3 separate regions of the Mus musculus genome follow, and regions 2 and 3 are each linked to region 1. A link is a contact called in public Hi-C and HiChIP or PLAC-seq data. All regions are on one chromosome and are shown on one strand. The core of a region is the stretch at or near the end of the contact, and the rest is flanking DNA. Distances in the headings are between cores, read along the strand shown.

Region 1 (4,333 bases), core at 675-3,174:
GCACACCCCTCTCAGGCCAACTAGGCAAGGAGTGGAACAGCTAAATGGTGAGAGGGAAAGAAAATATATTAAACTGGGGCTGGATACTGCCTTTCTCTCTGCTGCCTAAACTCTTTATCCAAAGGGGTATGTTTTCAAGTTTGTATATTGCACTTATTTAAAATGTATATTCTGGGAGATTTTGTGATTCACTTTTAGCGGTCAGTTTTTTCCACTATTAAACCATGAGTTGTTTAGTGGCCCAGAGGAATTTTTAAATAACCAACTTATCAGAAAAATTTATATGACAGAAGTGCACAGAGGCCACATGACTTATGTCACACAGTCACTGGCTAATGGGCTAAGAAGTAGTTAATATTGAAATACCCTAAAAACATGCCTCAAAACATAGAAACTGCTCTAATATAACTCCCCGCTGGTTATCTGATTTCAGAAAGTTGATCCAAGCCTGCCTTCAAACCCTTATTAAGAAATAACAGTTCAATAGTGGATTAGCATTGAAATCTGTAAGTCCAGATTATGTGGGGGCTCATATAAAATTCTACACCAAAAAAAACCCCAAAACAAAAACAACAACAAACCTCTTTAAAAAAAAAAAAAGTCTCCCTACTGTCAAACTGCACAGCCAATCAAAACACTTTACGTTTTAACTTGGAAGAAATCCTTGAAGAAAGGATAACTCTAGTCTGTGTCTTGGATTTGGGGGTTCAAAGAGCAGTATCCCCAGGTTGTATAGGATTTCAAGCTTCAAGAAACCTACAATTTATTTGACTTTTTTATTTTTTTTTTAATTCCTTGAGGCCAGGTTTGCTGAAGTGGTTGAGAAGAAACTTCCCCATTTACCTAAAGAATAGAACAAGTGTGAAAGAAGCTGCTCAATAGAGACACAGTTACTGAGAGAGAAGAAAGCTCTAGCCCTGTTTCTGTACTTTCATTCTTAAAGGCATGCATCCCCATTCTAAATAAACGTAGCATCTCCAGGTTGCCATTGCCTGACTAGAAATCTTCAGTATCGTCCTAAAAAGGTTCACGCTTCCTTTTCAACGCACGTTCTTTCTACATGCAACCTCAAGGTATATATCAGAGGAATGAGGGTGTTTTGTTTTCATATAGTTTTCGTTTGCCATTAGGTATGAAAGAAAGAGAGAGAAAGAAAGAACGAAAGAAAGAAAGAAATCGTTCCTGAGCTAGAATTTAGAACTTCACCGGGGAAGCAGTCCAAGGTTTGTGAAGAAGAAAACCATTTTAAAACTGTGACAATGCACCTAAAAGGGAGGGGGGGGGGAGGTCATTCTTTCTTCTCCCAAAGCACAAAAAAGCACAACATATCCCCAGCAGCCCGTTTCCTACCCAGCCAATACAATAATGCTTTGTAAGCTGAGAACAGTGTCCGGTATAGGAGCTAAGTATAAACAGCTGAGAAGGATTAGGCTGCAGCTCCATTCTCATTTACATGAAAATCCTGTAAGCATTTTTTTTTTCCTCGCTGGCTGCGGGCACAGAAGGAACTCTTTTGTGCCATAGCCACGCATACATTTCCATCCTTTGTCTTTACTTACCAGTCGAGGCTGTGGGCATGTGTGCTCTATTTCCTCCATGGTTTCTGAGGGAGGCTCATTGGAAAGGGATTTTGGGATACCTGTTTCTGACTCAGCATCAGTGGTAAGTACTGGCATGGCCAGTGAATGCTCCCTCCAGCTCTACACCCTCTGGGAGTCTCCTCCCAGGCAAAGAATGTTTTCTTTGTCACGTATTTTTCTCTTCCCTACCCATCCCCCTTCTTCTTCCCTTCTTTTTTGTCTTCCCTGGGGGGAAGTAAAGAGGTTACCCCCACCCCCACCCCCAACGCACACACCACCCTTTTCTTTCTCGGAGAAGCCCAGAGGCAGGGCCTCAGTTTATCACTATAACAACCAGACAGCACGGGAGCGTCTGGTGCGGATACAGTATCCTCATTTGCATGGAGCACGCTGGTTGGTTACTGTCATCATAGTACCACTCCACCTGGGAGCGGCCGGGGCCCATTGGCTGGCCTGCCTTACCCACCGGGCCTGAACTTGCTGCTTTTGTTTTTTGCATTTAATTCACTTGTGAAGGTCTCTGTCAGTGCCTGGTAAGGACTCCCTGCACTTCTTAGATAAGATAAAGCTGTTTCCTGAGGTGCCCCAGACGCGTCGCAAAAGAGCATAAAGGACCATTCCCTGGCATGAGCATTTAATGCAGTTGTAGTCAGAACATTTGCTAAATAGGAATCGTTCTGAAGGCAGAGCCACTTTAAAGCCCCAAACCACTAGGTCAATTGCCCACTGGCTTCTGAGGGCTTGTCCGGCAACTCACTGTGGGCATCCGAGTGTTCATCTTCTGGACTGCATAAGACAGGAACACTGACAGATGCCTAAGGCCTGTTGTAACTCTGTCTATCCCTGGGGCTGCTCCAGGAGGAAGTTTAAAGGAGGTAGGTTGTCTTTGACAGCCTGCCTCCCAGGTCTAACTGCCCTCTCTTCCTCAGCCAGCCTTTCCCCATTAGTCTTACTGTCATCTGTTCCACAGTACACTTATCTAACATCCCTATATCCTATAGTATAGGGCCTAGACTCCTATCCAAGTGCTCATGGAAATCTGAGGGAAAAAAAACCACAGTGATGTGCCTTAGTGTTTACATTATCCTAAAACATCAGTGTAAGAGGAGTCTGAAGACACACATTCCAAGGAAAGAACTTGCAAAAGTGTTTGTTCTAGTGAAATGCCATGTCTAATATTAGTAAGAAATAAAATCACTAGTATTTGTTAAGCACAGGTGCAGTGCCAAGTACTTTACTTAGATCTTCCTTAATCTTCATAAGAACCCAAAGCAGATCCTATTATTATCCCCACGTTCTAAGTAAGGAAATTGCAACTTAGAGTAATTGCGTAGGGTCTCAAAGTTCATAAGCAATGGAGCTGGCATTTGAAGAAGAGGGAGGAGGAGCAGGGAGGGATACAGCAAGTGTAGCACAAAAGGAACTAAGGAAGAATCCATTCAAGCCGAATAAATCCTTATGCTTCCAAAGCTTTCATTTTGTGTTTCTAACTACGGTTTCTATCCAAGTGTGGCCACAGACCAGCAGTGGACAACAACAGAATCACCAGCCAGCAATGTCTTAGGAGTGAAAACTATAGGTCCCATGACAGATCCAAAAATCAAATTTTGCAGGTTTGAGGTGGGGCTTGCATTTGCATTTTTAGTGAGCTTCTTGGTAATTCTAATGCTGCAGGTATGGGGACCATAACTTGAGAAACAGTGGTTCACAGGATGGAATAAAAATACCAGTCTTAGCCGGGCGTGGTGGCACACGCCTTTGATCCCAGCACTCGGGAGGCAGAGGCAGGCGGATTTCTGAGTTCAAGGCCAGCCTGGTCTACAGAGTGAGTTCCAGGACAGCCAGGGCTACACAGAGAAACCCTGTCTTGAAAAAACAACAAACAAACAAACAACAACAAACACTAAAACAAACAGACAAACAAAACCCCACCAAAGTTGTCGATTTAAGTCAGGATGACGTAGCTCACTTGACACTATCACCTATGCTTAAGAGAACTCTAGGGACTAGAGAAATGGCTCAGTGGTTAAGAGCACACACCGCTCATGTTAGATACCTCACAACCACCTATAAGTGCAGCTCCAGGGAGCTCCAAAGTCTCTGGCCTCCAAAAGCACCTATAATCACACACATATACCTACACACACCCACCCCCACGGACACATGAATATACACATAATTAAAAAGCTCTTTGAATAAAAAAGAACTCCAGTGATGCAAATCTCCCAGCTACTACCCTGTCATCTTGAGAAGGGTCCTCTCCTTCCTATTCTGCCTGCCCTTCTAGAAACACAAAACACTCAGGCCACAGGTTTTGCTCTACTGAGATGATCAGCATGGAAGAAACAAGCCCTGCACTACATTTTAAAAAAATTTTTTAAAAATCATTTTATTGTAATGAATACACAAAGACATCATACAACTAGATTAAAATAGCCACTCCAAAAAATAAGTTTGGTCAGTCCCCAAATCTACATGGCAATGAACTTTTACTATCTGGTTAGAATGGTCCTTCTGAAGTCCTAGAGCTTCACTTGGGCTTTTACATTTTCATTGTTATTTAAAGGGCCCTTTTCACCTGCAGTGGACTGTGAGAGTGCCATTGTCAGTCTTGATATTTTTCATCTGGATCCACCCTCTGTCCCTCCCACATCCCCCCACACCCCATCCCCTCACACCCCCACCAAGAAGTGGTTCTCAGAGAGTTGTGCCCCAAGGATCGGCCCAACAATCCTGGCAACTCTTCAGACATT
Region 2 (4,333 bases), core at 772-3,271, 210 kb before region 1:
GCAGGACTTTTGTTAGGTGGGGTACTTGGCTGCAGCTCTGCTCAGGCCTTTAGCTGATGCCTTCAGATTATATGTTCAGAATCCTCTGGTTCCTGAATACTCATGGCAGAGGAATAGTATAAGATCCAGTTTATGAAGTCCCAGAAGACATGTGGTGCTACTGGGTCAGGAATTAGTATACACAAGGTAAGAACCAGGAAAGACCTTCCACCCATTGTGATCTCATGTATTTCTGTTCAGTCTATTGGATTTGGCCTGAGCCCAAGAGAAAAATTATGAAACACACTCAGGCCTCCTGGAGTCCTTTCTACATCTGCTTTACGCATTTCGTCCTAGCCTCATCTCTGGCTTTAATCATTTGTCATGTCTCTTTTGTTTATCTCTCATTACCTTACAGTGTTGTTAACGCCCAGAGGAGAGTTGATAGACCAATCCTAATTATCGTCCATGAGGTGACAGGCAGGGGCGATGAGACGATGAGACGAGATGTAGAAGGACAAACATAATTGGGCATGCCTAAGAAAAGGATCTCCAGGAATGTGTGTGGAGTTAGGAAAGAAGATTGCAAAACTTCACCAAAATATACAGGCAAGAGATCATGGCCACGGAATCCAAGAGGTAGATGTGAGCAAAAGAGAATGGTGTCTTCGAGAAGAAACTGCAGAAGAGACGAACCGGCAGGCTAAAGCACCTTAAAGCCTGTGGTGCTACAATATCTCTGCTTTTAAAGGGCTGCACACCAAAAACAGGAATCTGACATCAGGAGACGCTAGACACAAAGTGTACTCTACACTTCGCAGAACAAAAGTCATAATGCTAGAAAAGGTTCGAGTTTGAGGCAAATTCAATTTAGCCACGAGAAGGCGTGTATGTTACATTTAAATCAGAAATACAGGAGGAATAGGCATGCTGGTATAAAGGGTGGGGTGGGGAAGAATTCCACACAGCTCAGAGTTTGCTTGCCCCCTCCCCCATCTTATTGTTGGTTGTTGCTCTTTAAACCGGAAAAGTTGAAAGTTTAACTAGAGAGAGGCAGACATATGAGTGTCTGTGTGTTTTGAATAAGTTCAAGTGAGGCAATCTGTAGGTGGAATAGGCTGTCACGGGGGAACGTGCATTTGGTTTTGTGTGCCAGATTTTCAAAGAAGCATTGTCTCCAGGGGGTGGGAGGGGAACCTGGGAACGAAGGCTCTAAGTACTATGGCAAATGAAAGCTTGTGGTGGCAAAGGAGATGTGTGGAAGAAGGGCACTGAGCTACTGTGGAAGCTATGTGAGGAAGGCCCTTGGAAGAAGGCTGTGCTGGGGCCAGTGTAGACAGTCCGCAGAATTACAGTCTGAGCTTCTGTATGCTTAGAACCAAATTGTCTTGAAAACCTGTTTCAGCATCGTAGGTTTCCTCACTAAAGCGAAGGCTGAACTCAGAGTGACTGATCTGCCAAGGCTATGGGAGACAGAATTTTTGTACAGGATATGAAGCTCTGCTAGGGTTCATATCAAATACTTGTACTGATATTTTAAAGTGTTTTGATCACTGTGTGTGTGTGTGTGTGTGTACCTAAAGTCCTTTTGCCAGAAGATGCGCTTTCAGAATTCTTTTCTCAGTAGTCCTTTGTAAATCTTTTCATGACTTGATACAGAAGAAATGAAGAAAAAGAAAACGTCCTGGATATAATGATTCATAAAACCAGCCAAGTGCACGAGCAGACCTGTTTCCCCGATGCATGCTTTCTGCCTTGTGGACTCACCTTAACATTTTAACCACATCATGACACCTATGTGTTTGATACTCAAAACACACCATTCCAATGCCAAGTCCCAAAGGTTCAACTTTGTAATCATGGAGGGACTTGATCCCAAGTTATTTGCTTTTGGCATCCTGAATCCTCAGCAGGGCCAAGCTATGTTGCAATACACAGAGGTACCACTAGGTGGCACCCTTGGGAAAGTCTTGCTTCTGCGAGTTGGTTTCCGAGCTCTGACGTCTATTCTAAACATAGCCTTGTAAACTGCTTGTGGAAGGGAGAAGAGGATCTATTATGGGGGAGGAGAAACAGCGCTGACAATACAGCCCTGGATCTTTCCTGTGCTTTGGTACACAGAGTCAAGCCTTGATTGCTTTCCTCCTCTTCTTAATTATCAGCTTTTGGAGGCAGACGCAAAGCTTTGCATAATACGTCAGCACATTTTTCATATACGCACATCCATTTTCCGCCTTTGCTGATTCTCCATGTGATTTAGAAGCTGCTCCTGATTTGGGGGAGGAGCCTGTTCTTCGGTGCTATGAGAGTGCACACTCGTTTTTGCATCGCTTCTGTCCCCTACTTCACTTCCAGTAAGCATAGTGGGTTCGCAGGGGAACATTGCAAAATGTGTTTCTAGAAAGGAAGAGTTTGATTGGCCCAGTGCTCTCTGCTTTGGCCCTCAGGCCAACTGGAAAGAAGATCAGAGGAAAGTTGGGGCGCAGCACAGTAGGGAGGCTGGAAGCAGAATTAGCCACTGAAATGGACGTCTGTCCAATCTTCTCTATTGCTCCCTCCACTTTACGTTTTCTTTAAAACACAATTTTAGAAGTGGCCGTTTCATGTGACAGTAAGCGTCACATTGCCCTGCTGCACTTCTCTTCGCTCGGCTGTCACTTGGTATGCCTCTTTGATAGAGAGAGGAACTTGTGTCAATTAGGGTACTGTTATGTGTGCTGAGAAAGAGCCCTCCATTGACTTGTGGGTTTTGGCAGGCAGCTAGCAAAAATAATAAGCTGCGAACAGATGCTATGTTTTCATGGGGTGCAGCTCTGGCCAGCCCTATTCATTTATGTACCCGTGAGTGGGAACGGGTGGCTTTAATGAGCCATGTACCCTGCAACACAAATGTCTGAGGTTGCTGAGTAGATGAAAGCAGCCATTAAACAACAACAGCAGCAACAACAAAACACACAGAAACACAAACACACATACACACATACACAAACACACACACACACACACCTGTAAGAAGAATCTCATTAAACTCCACTGAAAAATTCTTGTCTCCTTATATTTATTTCTGCTACAAACTGGCATTTGTGAGCAGAGGACATTGAAACAGAGTCATAGCCTGCTTACAGCTGTGGCAAGCAAGGCCCATAGCCGTTCAGGGCATTTGGCAAAGTCTGGCTTAGTGCTGTTGCTTCCTGAAGAATGCCCAAATGGGAGTGACTGTTCCTCTCCTCTGGGAACTTTCCAAGTAGGAAAGACATACCCACAGAGAGCAGAGACGCAGTGTTAGGCCTGGAATTATGGTTGAGTGTTAAGAACACAATAAAAACACAAGTCTAGTCCTGCTTGGCTGTGCATGGCCGCAGTAATCCGAAATGTGCTCAAATGCCAAATTGAGCAAAGTCAAATTGCCTTTTGTCCTGGAAATGTAAGTAACTGGCTAGATGTGGGATTTTTTTTTTAAAAAGTAGACTTATTTTCCTTGTAAAATTTCTAAAATAAGCATGTTTTGTCATTTGGCCTCATTGTAAAAGTGAGTGGGACTCTGAAGAGGAAAATGTAAACTTTTTTGGCAACAGTCATAATAATGTTGACAAAGGCAATCAGTTCCACAATGGTTACCATGGTGCCAGGTACTGCTGGAAGGGCCTTTATTTTAAGACAAGGTAGATAGACCAGGTTGAACCCAAAGTCTCAGAGATCTGAATGCCTCTGCCTCCCAAGTGCCACTTACCCAGCAAGGTCATTGTTATTGTAGTTTTTAACAACAGTGAAGACAACTACTGTAGTACATCTACAGCATGAAAGACAAGGGTCCTGGAATCGTATCTCAGAGTAGAGCTTCCCAGTGTATATGGCTATGCTGTACATGGTGATGTGTCAGAGTAGTTTCTTCTTTGTTTCATTGTTGTTCAGCTGTTACTGATTTGGCCATTTTTTATCTGCTTATTTTCTCTGCCATACACACCTGGAATCCATTTTTTCCCACTGCTATGGATGCTACCACGTTCATTCCAAAGGACAAAGGAGATCAGGGTACAGTGAACACAGACAAGCTTAGCAGGTAACCTGATCAGGACTGAAAAATCCCAACTTCTTACGAGCCACATGAGTGTGCAGAAATCCTCTGATGATTTCTCATTCACAATGTACTGATCACTAGTCACATTTCAAACAGTATTGTGCGGTTTAATTGACCAAGGTCTGAGCCAGCCTGTTTTATTTATACCAACTTGATACAAACCTGAAGTCATTTGGCCTCGAGGAGGGAGCCTCAATTGAGAAAATCTTCCCACCAGAATGGCCTGTGGCAAGACTGTGGAGCATTTTCTTAATTAGTGATCAATCAGGGAAGGCC
Region 3 (4,333 bases), core at 946-3,445, 160 kb before region 1:
TTTAATTTCTAGGCTAACCATTATCATGTACAAAATAGGACCAAATGTGCCTTATATTAGGTATATTTATTTTATTTTATTGTCACAAGTAAAGGGAGAGAAGTCATACATTTTCACCTGACATTAAAATAACTGAGACACAGAAAGGCTAGTAGACTAGTCTTAGGTCACACAGCTTGCTAATGATAGGGTCAAGTTTAGAGCTGTGTCCTTTGAGTCGTGGTCCAGCACAAGTTTTCATCACACAGGCCTCTTTCACATTTCCTCGACTGTTAGGACTGTGCCACTTTTTAGGAAAGCATAAAATTAGGCATATTAATTTGAAGTAATGAAAACATCAGAATAAAAGAATTTAAAGTAGGAGTTTGTGCAGCAGGAAAGGAAATTATGAAAAAGTTGATGGGTGAGTTTGGAAGGTTCAGCAGTGCTGTGCCACATAGGTGGAAAAAGTCTCTCCCCACCAACTCTCGGGGATCTTCATCCATAACTGCTACCAGTAAAACTCCACCTGTGGGCAGCACCCAAGAAAATGAGTAGACAACCTTAGGCCACTCCTTTTTGTCTGCCCACACACTCCCAACTGCAGTCAGTGTTCTGCTGTGTTGGTAAAACTGCCCTTTCCAAAGGGTGTTGCTAAGTCTCTTTAGGCTTTGCTTCGAATGGAAAAGGCAAAGTAGCCCAGGTATGTTATGTTGTACCTAAAAATCTGGAAATGTGGGAAGAGCACAGGACGTCTCTGAAGGCACGTGCTGTTTTTCTTTCAATTCAAAGAGCAGAAGCCCAACAGTTTCATAAAGCAAAGAGGCGCTACATAGCCAAATGAAGGCATGAAACTTTCCACTAATAATCAGACCAAGAAGAACTTTTACCTTTTTTTTTTCTAGTTGAGCTTTACACATTAACAAAAATTAATGTTTTGTGGTAACAGTTAAAAGCAAGCAGTAGTTCCTATATCCACATTAGGAAATACTGATTTCATATACTGAGCCATGAATTTAAGCTCACTGTCATAGAAAGACAATCTAGCACAATGTAATATATAGATTCCTGCACCAAAGTGGTAGTAGTGGTGAAACTGAGTCAGGGTTTTGTGATGGGGAGGGGTTGTGAAAGACACTGGTCAGTGGCTCTAATTTTTTTCCCTTCGTTGTTTTTTTTTGTTTGTTTGTTTTTTGGTTTTTTTGTTGTTGTTTTTTTTTTGTTTTTTTTTTTTTTTTTTTTTTGAGACAGGGTTTCTCTGTGTAGCCCTGGCTGTCCTGGAACTCACTTTGTAGACCAGGCTGGCCTCGAACTCAGAAATCTGCCTGCCTCTGCCTCGTGAGTGCTGGGATTAAAGGTGTGTGCCACCACGTCCGGCTCAGTGGCTCTAATTTGAGCCTTTCCAATGGATGTGTATGTTTGGGCAATTAAATATTTGTTACTAATCCCGACAACTGTCTCGGGGCAAGTGGATCTAGGTTCATGGAAACCAAGTGTTAATGACCTTCGTTTGTAATGGATTCCTTCAAAGGTCTTAGTGGTGAGAGAGGCATGAAACAGTGATCTAAGGATGCTGTTATTGGCCCAGTTGGTAAAGAGGGGTCTAGGACCAGGAACCACAGCCAGTGACGTAACAATACTGTTTTGTAACAATCCTGTCCAAAGGTATTCACCCGGAGTGAAGGTGGGCAGTCAGTGAGTAGAGCTTCCGAGGACAGGTTAATTGCTAATATACTGAATCCTGTCGCGTGTAATGTTTGTGTGTGTAGGGGGAGGTGGGGGTGGGACCAGTAGCTTCCACTTAATTCTGTAATTAATTGTTGGAAGCGTAGGACCACATGGAACAACTTAAAGCTGAGGAGTCAGCAGATCTGAGGAGGGCCTTCCGGAAGAGGGGCCTCGGGTTGGGGAGGTCTAGAGCCCCTAAAAATAGCTCAGGCGTGGGCTCCCAATGGCCTTCAAGTCTCGGAGCACTTCTCAAGACTTGATCCGGGGCGGGACCTGCAGGAACGGAGCTGGCTGGTACCAGCCCGAGACCCAGGAGGTTTGTGTGCGTGTTACCGGGGCTTTAAGGAAGCTTAGGCGGCGGCGGCAGCCAATCAGCAGCGCGCGCGTGCAGCCGCGTACCCCTTAGCGCCCCTCACATCCCACGCGCGCCGCGTACGTGCGGCGGCAGATCCCGCCTTTTTCAGGCGGGGCTTGGGAAGCCGCGGGCAGCCGGCCACGGCCGCCCAACTGCTGCCCGGTACTTGTGTAGGTGTCGCGGCAGGCGAGCAGCTGCTGGCGCCAAGGCCGAGCCCCAGGTAGAGGTAAAGCCCCGCCGGCGCCGCCTCCTCCTCGCGGCTAGGCGGCGGTGACCGCCTCGGCTCCGGTCCCGGACGGCTCGGCGGATCTGCACACTGCTCTAGTGAGGATGCGGCTCTTCTACCGGCTGCTCAAGCAGCCGGTCCCCAAGCAGATCGAGCGCTACTCCCGCTTCTCCCCGTCGCCACTGTCTATCAAACAGTTCCTGGACTTCGGTAAGTCTGACTCCTTGGAGCCACCTCCAAGGCCCCACGGGAGTGAGGGAGACGCCATCCTTGTCCTGCCCGTAGTTGGGGCTCTTACTTAAGCTTCTGGGCAAATTCCGTGAGAAGCTCCGGGAGGGGTGATGGGGATGCATGCCTGAGGGCCCTCCTGGGGCATAGGTTTCGGGTTTCGGGAAGTGGAGGGGCAGGGCCTGACACCCTCACGCCCAGCTTCGTCCAAGGACCCTCATTCCACTCAGAACTCTCCAGCTATTCATTACGAGCTTCAAATCTACTTGACTCAAACCGCACTCTCCTGAAAACTTCAGAAAGAGAACTCGTAAACGTTTTTATTTTTAGGCGTTTTTAATGGTTGTGTAAGATGTGTTTAGAAACACCTTGAGGTTGAGTAAATCACGTAGTGGCGTTTTGTTCAAAATTTTCTGCTGAAAGGTGTTGGGTAGCCTTGAGTGGCAGGACCTGAACGCCATCATTATGATTCTGACTTCAAAGCAGTCAGAGTCTTGGGTAAGAGCTGACCTGTGGGCTCCTGGCTACAAAGCAGGGGTTCTAGGACAACTCCAGCCTAAGTGTGAGCACCTTTCCTTACACCCTTTTGGCAGCTGGGCTAGTACTTCATTTTACATGGATTGGGATGGGAATGGAGAGGACCCCCAATAAAGTCTGAGGCCTACTTAGATGGGAATAGGTTCTGCCACCTTCCATGAACTGATCAATTATGTTTCCCCCAGAGAATGTCATTCTAACTCCAGCAGGCCGAATGCGGTTATGAAACACCTGAAATAAAACAAATATGGAACTCAGCATCCCCCCAAGGAAACTCAAGATGACTTAGGCTCTCAAAGCCTAGATCTGTTGAATTCATATGATTTAAATGTCATGGGATGGTATCAGTTGGATATAAAAATGCAAAATAGGTACAACCTTCTGGGAGGACCAGATATGCAAAATATGGTGTTGTCTATATTTGGGGGAGCAACACAGGGGATGGAAAGAGGTACAGGTTAGAGGTTGAAGCTGATGCCAAATTAAGTTTTAGAAGCTAAGTTACCAAAGATAGATGATGAAAATCTAAGGTGAGGGTGAAGTTGGCCTTTGCATCTTAAGTTTCATTTTCAAAAGCTTTTCAGTAGTTGGACTCTACTCCCTCTGGCTATGTGTAGAATTTATGTATTTATTCTTAAACATTTTATCTATGCACGAACTTGTTTGTGTGGCCACACGTATCATGGTGTATCTGTAGGATCAGAGGGGAACTTGGGGGAGTTGGTTCTCTCCTCCTGGCATGTGGGTCCCAGAGATGAGACAGGTCCTGACTTCACAGCTTAGAATGAAAACGTTGCTATTGCTATCAATAGGCATGTTTTCCTAACTTAGGGTTAGAGATGATTGTGAACACAGGAACCTTTTGTTAGGGTAAACAGACAGATTCACTCTTAATTGAAAGAACAAACGAAATGGCTCACTCCCACCTGCAAAGTTTGTGAAAGTTTGAATAGTAAACCTGAAATTTCAGTTACTTTATTTCTATGGCAGTATCTCCCATGTTTATAGGCAAGGATGTTATTTGAATAGGGAAACTGCTGTAAGGATATTGTTATGGTGGGTAATCTTATGTGGTGAGTATCTAGAAACAAATGTTTACTCTTTTAAAGCGTTGAGGTCAGGGCTTGGGGCTTGGGGCATGGAGTCGCGGGCACCCCGAGTCCTTCCAAAGCATCATCAGGGCTAGAAGCCATTAAGTAGGTGTACTTCTGGTTAGTCTGCTGCCTCCCTTTGTTCTGTATGGAATACTTGTTTAAGCCCTTTAAAAAGAATAATTTCTT

The links. Hi-C and Micro-C count contacts between places; a contact is called where the count stands out from the background. HiChIP or PLAC-seq counts read pairs in DNA pulled down with a chosen protein or histone mark.
Region 2: a Hi-C map of the HPC-7 cell line shows a contact between it and region 1, with 3 times the contacts expected there. The contact joins the enhancer-like site here to the promoter of Pcyt1b in region 1. A contact is called at or near these places in 1 of 484 Hi-C or Micro-C datasets (the HPC-7 cell line), 1 of 115 datasets of contacts at active chromatin or transcription factors (CD8 T cells) and 1 of 9 other capture datasets (liver).
Region 3: a contact with region 1 is called in an H3K27ac HiChIP or PLAC-seq map of embryonic stem cells, with 2.8 times the contacts expected there. The contact joins the promoter of Pdk3 here to the promoter of Pcyt1b in region 1. A contact is called at or near these places in 4 of 39 promoter capture datasets (embryonic stem cells, hippocampal neurons, pre-B cells and 1 more), 2 of 484 Hi-C or Micro-C datasets (brain and embryonic stem cells) and 2 of 115 datasets of contacts at active chromatin or transcription factors (both in embryonic stem cells).

The regions. Positions count from the first base shown.
Region 1 is chrX:93,672,703-93,677,035 of GRCm38.p6, reverse strand. It overlaps Pcyt1b (phosphate cytidylyltransferase 1, choline, beta isoform), which reads right to left and starts at 1,924. Exons shown (of 8, transcript NM_211138.1): 1 at 1,560-1,924. The coding sequence starts at 1,676.
Region 2 is chrX:93,887,554-93,891,886 of GRCm38.p6, reverse strand. No RefSeq gene overlaps it. Among named protein-coding and RNA genes, the nearest start is that of Pdk3, 58 kb to the right of the region's middle. Within about 2 kb of position 2,021, at least 123 of the 459 cell types and tissues checked have an H3K27ac peak or open chromatin away from gene starts, as enhancers often do. A contact at or near this core is called in the HPC-7 cell line, where this site is marked.
Region 3 is chrX:93,830,012-93,834,344 of GRCm38.p6, reverse strand. Pdk3 (pyruvate dehydrogenase kinase, isoenzyme 3) reads left to right here and starts at 2,195. Exons shown (of 12, transcript NM_145630.3): 1 at 2,195-2,498. The coding sequence starts at 2,393.